Regions from separate parts of the Pan troglodytes genome. Here region 2 is linked to region 1. Evidence: chromatin contacts called from public capture Hi-C data. All regions are on one chromosome and are shown on one strand. The core of a region is the stretch at or near the end of the contact, and the rest is flanking DNA. Distances in the headings are between cores, read along the strand shown.

Region 1 (3,296 bases), core at 523-3,022:
AGTTAAGGAGTGTACTATACTTTCCTGTAGTTAAAAATTGTGTCATGTATTTCATTTAGTTTTCTAAGGATCTACTATTTACCATTTTTACATGAACTAAGGTCACAAATGCCCTCAACCCATTTTATTTGCCTGAAGACCTTCCTCCAGGTATGTTTTGGCCCCTTCCCCAGTGTAGAGTGGGGCTCCTCCAGGCCTGGATATTGTGCTGTTTAGATCCTCCCTTTGCCTGCATTACATTTCCTATATTCCTCTTGACTTACTTTCTTGGATTGCTCCAGTGTAACCTCCAGTAGCTTTCCAAGAAAAGTTGCATACAGGATAACAAGGTAACTTCTTAGGCTGGGTGTGGAGGCTCACCTGTAATCCCAGCACTTTGGGAGGCTAAGGTGGAAGGATTGCTTGGGAACAGGAGTTTGAGAACAGTTTGGGCAACATGGTGAGACCCCGTCTCTACAAAAGTAAAAAAATGAAAAAAATTAGCTGGCTGTGGTAGTTCACGCCTATAGTCCTAGCTACTAGGGAGGCTGAGGTGGAAGGATTGCTTGAGCCCAGGAGTTTGAGGCTGCAGTGAGCTATGATCCTGCCACTGCACTCTTGGGTAACAAAGCAATACCCTGTCTCCTAAAAACAAACAAACAGAAAAGATAACTTCTTGACTGCAAATATTTGCAAATGTCTTTATTTTAATCCTTCCATTGAAAATAGTCTGATGGTATTCTGATTCCAGTTTCTTTGTACATGACTTTGTTTCTTGATGTGGAAGTTCGCAGGATCTTAGAATACTTTGTCTTAGTGTGGGTCTTATTTACTTTACTGCACTAGGAATCGATGGCTCTTCTCCATCTGAAGATTCAAAAGTTACTAAAAGATGAATGATGAAAAGTCAGTTTCCTCCCTAACCCTGTCTGCTGGCTGTGTTCTTTCTCATCCCAATCAGTTACTCGTGTACGTCTGGAGCTCAGCCATTATGCTCAGGCCGCTTTGTCCCCTGGCATTACCTTCAACATTATTAATATTTCCTCAACCCATTAAAAAGTCTTTGCAAACATCCTTTTAGTAGCATCTCAATATTCTAATACATGGATATATCATAAAATTGATTTGATCAATTCACTCATGTGAAGTGTCAGGCTCTGTCTACTTTTTATATTGTAAACAGTGACCTGATAAGCATGCCTGTAAATCTTCATATATATTTCAAATTCTTTCTCGATATTCTGTTTTCAAAGTATGTTCACATGCAGGATCTCAGTTTTGGGGTTAGAGTGGACATGGTCTCCTGTGGTTTGATATTCTGTTCTCCCCATGGACGGTTAAGGATGGGGCCTCATTTTACAGGTAATCAAGCACGAATGTCAGGGAACATTTGGTCATCTCTTGCCCACACGCAGAGTGCAGAAATTCCCTTCCTGCAAATCACTTTTTGCTAAAGGGAGGCTTTCTCACTCATGCCAGATGACATCATCTCCAGGCCCAGCTGTCCGCAGAAACTCAAAGCTGTGAGCCTTAGAAGTCACGATTTTCCAATCCTACTTTGAGCTTCTAAAGCAATGACAACAAAAAATTATACACCTTGTTCTTCCTCTCCACAAGTTCTGAATGCTTAGAGAGTTCAGACGGTTTTAGAATTCTGCTCTCAGCAAGATCTGATGCACGCAGGAGAAGTACTGTATTATATTGGTTGGGCCGTTTTCCTCTTTAAAGCATTTTTATATCTGGAAACACATCTGATCCCCACTCCACCCCTGCAAGGTCTCAGAGCCAGGCTTGCTGTCCCTCTTTATGATTAAATGGTCTCAGAGTGGGGTCAAGGTCACACAGTGATTTCAAGGCAGATCTGGGTCCTGATCCCTGGCCTTCCAAGCTTACCTCCAGCTGGTTTCACTAGGCAGCATAACTGGGGTGCTTTTAGAAAACAGAAACATCATCAGAGAATCAGGTCGAGTTACTGGTTAAAAAAAAAAAAAAAAGACTTAGGATCTCTGGAGTCAGGAGTGACCTGGGTATCAATCCTAGCAAATCTCTTCTTGTCTGAGTCTCATGGTTTTTAATTTAATTTTTATTTTTCCTGCAGGGAGAGAATAATGCCACCTATCTTCAGTGTTGTTATGAGCATTAAAACTTGAGAATGAGAACATATATCATAGTGCCTGTCATATAGCTAGGATCTCAACCCTTCTGAATGTCCTATTCAACATGGTGGCTCACAGCTCCCAAAGGCTTGCATGCTGACACAGAGTGGGTGAGCCAGGGGGACGGGTGAGCCAGGGGGACGCCTACCATGCAGCATCACTTCTGCCACATTTTATTGGTTGAGGGAGTTACAAAAGTTTGCCTGGGTTCAAGGGAAGATAACAGAGATCCTCCTTGATGAAGGGGTGTCACACTCTAAGAAAAGTATATGTGATGATATTTATATTGGTGCAACCATCTTTGGAAAGCACAATCTACATCCCACCATTTGCATGACTCTTGGCTCCTGTACCCACAAGGTCTCTAGTGATTATTTTCTTGGACAAGGGTTGTAGTTGCCTGCTCACCAGCCATTCTACTTCCTTCTGGCAGCTGCACCCTGATTCCCATTTGGGAGTTGCTCCCCCAGGATGTGAAGTTTCAGTGGGACTGTCAAATGTGGGCATGAACCTCAAGCTTAGCCAGTCAGGTTCTCTCCTCCAGGAATCTGAGTCTTGAGTGGAGTTACAGGAAGCAGAAACTGAGAAAGAATAAATGGCTAGAGCCATTTCTCCTGGTGGTGACCAGGACCTGGAAGCTGCTCTCCTTGCTGACCTTTCTGAAGCAGGCTGTTCCGCTTTGCTGCAGATGCTTAGAGCTACTCCATATCCTTCCCTGGGTTTATTTTTTTTCCCTAAAGTTAGCCAGATGGACTTTCTGTTGCTTGCAACCAACAAAGTCTAACTGGCACCGTTGCTATTTAAAATGCTAATACACTGTCACTCTTATAATGCAATTAACTGCCATTAGTGCTGTATTCCACCAACCAATAGCTAAAGCAAAAGAGCGAGAGGCTCTGCCACCTGCTCCAAAGTAAAGACAGGGATGACCTCCTTCCCTCTGGATTCACTACAGTGAGATGTGTGGAATGATCACTCCCAGATGGAAGCAGGAGACATGGGCTTGAATTTCAGCTGTTCTGTGTGACTTACAACAGGTTATCACACTTCTCTGAGCTCAGGTTTCCTCACTGGCTTATGGGTCCGGAGGATATTCACCAGATATAAACTTAATGAGAGCAGGCATTGTGTCTTATTCTCTCTGTATCACAAGGAGTAGCA
Region 2 (3,296 bases), core at 589-3,088, 710 kb after region 1:
CAGTCAGATTGGATTAGAACCCACTCTAAAGGCCTCATTTCAATTTAAATCAGCTCTTTAAAGGCATTGTCTCCAAATACAGTCACAGTCTGAGATACTGGATTAGGGTTTCAATATATGAGTTTCAGAAGGCAAGGTACACAATTCAGCACATAAAATGCACATACTCTAACACCGGTTTAAGCACAACACTGCATGTTTCAGAATTAGGAACCTGGTATGAACTAGTTAGGATAGCAGATTTTCAGATCATCCCCATTATCGAATAGTAGACATTAACAAGGAAATCATCACGGCCATCATCTTAGATTTCCTTTGTGCTTGGCATTATTTCATCTACTTTACATAAATTATCTCCCCTCTCTGCATCCCCTTCGATATTGCTAAATTCAAGTTTAAAAATGTTATTCCCAAATTCAGAGAAGTGAAGTTCCTCATTCCCAAATTCAGAGAAGTAAAGCCCAAAGAAATCACCTCGGTGCCAAAACATTCTCTTTTATACTGTCTCCATTGCCTTTCAGCTCTCCTTTCGTCATGGTTTTGATTACAGTTGCTGGGACTCATTCCTGTTTATATTTCCCATATACAGTATTCAAAAATCTAATACTTTGTGATGCTTTAAAATCTCTTAGGAATTCTGCTTCAATATGCACTAGAAGTTTTGCCTTATCAAATTTGGACTACCTTAAGCAAATAGGGAATTTAATTTATATTAAATATACATATTACAGTCGTAGGCTTAGACTAGTGAAATTAAGAAATTTGTTTTTCCACTTTTACATGAGATCCCTTCAGTGAATAGCATTTACTGCCACTGCTGTCAAGGAGCACCCAGTTTTCAGATGCACTGGTGGGCAGTGCCATATAGCACTTGATGTCTTATCTAACATGTCTTGATTTTGACAATTCAGGTTCCGTAAGATTTCATACGTAAATAGTTCTCTCAATTCAGAATTTGAAAGTACGTGCAATGCTACAGTTATAGTTCAGTATTAGTGAAGAATTCTTCACTTGGCCTCCTTTTAGAGTACAAAGCTGTTCTGCAAATGTTCTTTGACGTTTTATGCAGTAGGAGGGAGCACAGAGCAGAGGTAAAAGCTGCTCAGTCCCCCATGGCAGCCACTAGACATGGAGCTGTGGACCCTTGACCCGTGGCCAGTCCAGATTGAGATGTGCTGGAAGTGTAAAACTCACACCACATTCCAGAGACTTTGTATGACAAAAAGAATGTTAAAAAAATTATTAAAATTAATTTCACCTATTTCTTTTTACTTTTTTTACATGTGGCTACTGGAAAGCTCTCTATTACAGCGTCTTCTCATAGACAGCACTGAGTTAAATGATTCTGGCTGTGTCTGTCTCTGGCACATACTCACTTAGGGGTAAGCAAGACAACAAGACAGTCCACAAGCCGCAGAAAGAGAACTGGAAAGCGGCCCCTCATATTTCTACTTTTTAAATTCCTATTTTAATGTTTGTATGTTATTTAAAATATAGCTTAGTAATATTATAGTATGCATAAGCACATTACAGTTACAAGTTCAAAAACATTTTTATTTATGCCGATGTATTATCAGAAACAGAGACCGGTGCCACAGTGGTTAAGTCTGACGGACCTATGGTCAGACGCCAACTTTAACACTTACTGGCTCTGTAATTTGAGGTGAGTTATTTAACCTCTCTAAGCCTCCTTTTATAAAATGTGTAACTGTTTCTACTTGTGAGAACAGTGTAAAAAGATTCTCGTTTAGAGGGCCGGCCTGAAGGCTGAAAGAGACAGGAAAGCACGTAGTCTTTGTAAACTGTGTAGAGGGAAGTCTGTTGTCCACTCTGTTGTCTCTGCTTGAGGACTGAATGAGATGGTTTGCATAGGGAGGTAGCACAGTGTGAGCCCGAGTTCCTGCCATCCTTCTGCAGCTCTAAATTCCTTCTGCTTGTTGTTTCACACAAGAGTGGCTACGAAGAGCAGGTTCTGGGAAACCTGCAAGGACTGTGCGAGCAAATGTTTTATAGTGAGAGAGGAAACCTTGCAAAGGGCTTCTTTCCTGTGGATGGTCAGTGTCAGTATTTCCTGTACACTGAGAGTCGGTAAGGTCAACAGCCATATCCTACCTGAAAACAAACCTGAGTAAGACAGCAAGGCAGCCTGGCTACCGTTGGGTATGATCTGTTGTGTGGAAGGGCTTCTTTCCATAGTGACTTTTAAACTCCTGAGGTCCTCATTATTATGACACTGTTGTGTTACAGAAACAAGTTTATCTTTGGAGGTTTTACAAATTAGGAATTTTTTTCTTCCAATTTTCAAATACCTTGCATTCAAATCAGAGTACAAATGAGAATTCCCATAAAAAAATTCAGTATAGTTCAGGTACATTTCCCCATTGATTTTTGTAATGACCTTGATAATGCTAACATTACAGTATAAAACAAAAGTATTGTTTATCTAACTTCACACATTTAATGAGTAACAATATTTTGACACAGTTACTATGAAGAGAAATATAAACTATTCTTTACAATATTGGAATTATTCTAATACACATTGGCTCAAAAATAGATGTTGATTACTTCCTGTGGATACACAGCTTCGGAATAGCTAGTATAGTGAATCAAAACGAATGGGTGATAATGACCTCAGCCCTCAGAGCCCTTCCTCTGCCCCGACATGGCTTGAATCTTCACAGACCATTTCTGCCTCCTGGAAACCCCTGGTAAATGTCTTTATTTTATTCTAAGCTAAGTGGAATTAGTTTATATTTGATGTCTTATTTACAATCCTAATAACTACCATAATATTTTTAGTCTATGTTTCTGAAAAAGTATAAATTCTCCAAAGAACTGTTTGGCTCCTATAGTGATCATAAACTAAATAGAACATAAAGGGTCTCAGAAAGTGCTAATAGAAATTGAGCATTATAAACTGTCAACAAAAATACTTCTAACACAGTACTATGTAGACATCAACAAAAAACAAGGGATATCAACCCAAATTACCCCCATAGACCCGTAAATACTTAATTCTCAAGACCCCATGGTAAGAAAAAAAAAAACAAAAAAAAGAGTAGAGACAGGGGTGAAAAAGTGAAGCTACAACCCTGTAAAGAAAAAAAAAATTATTTGGTGACACTTGTTAAAGCACAGTAAGGCAGACTTTATTCAGGACCACTGCAATAGATACATGGACCACTGCACTGGGACTTTGCAGTGGGGAAGAGAGACCGGGCTCCACTCTGCATCTAGCATTGGCAAGTGGGAATTCATAGCCAAGAAGTCGGGCTAGGGTCAGGAGATAGAAA

Evidence for each region. Capture Hi-C pulls out chosen DNA fragments and counts their contacts.
Region 2: a capture Hi-C map of stem cell-derived neural stem cells shows a contact between it and region 1, with 2.6 times the contacts expected there. The contact joins two enhancer-like sites. A contact is called at or near these places in 1 of 7 Hi-C or Micro-C datasets (stem cell-derived neural progenitor cells) and 1 of 1 other capture datasets (stem cell-derived neural stem cells).

Annotation. Positions count from the first base shown.
Region 1 is chr7:145,177,464-145,180,759 of NHGRI_mPanTro3-v2.0_pri, forward strand. No RefSeq gene overlaps it. Among named protein-coding and RNA genes, the nearest start is that of MIR30D, 110 kb to the left of the region's middle. Within about 2 kb of position 1,773, at least 4 of the 24 cell types and tissues checked have an H3K27ac peak or open chromatin away from gene starts, as enhancers often do. A contact at or near this core is called in stem cell-derived neural stem cells, where this site is marked.
Region 2 is chr7:145,883,918-145,887,213 of NHGRI_mPanTro3-v2.0_pri, forward strand. The region is part of intron 7 of KHDRBS3 (KH RNA binding domain containing, signal transduction associated 3); the gene reads left to right. Among named protein-coding and RNA genes, the nearest start is that of KHDRBS3, 160 kb to the left of the region's middle. Within about 2 kb of position 1,839, at least 3 of the 24 cell types and tissues checked have an H3K27ac peak or open chromatin away from gene starts, as enhancers often do. A contact at or near this core is called in stem cell-derived neural stem cells, where this site is marked.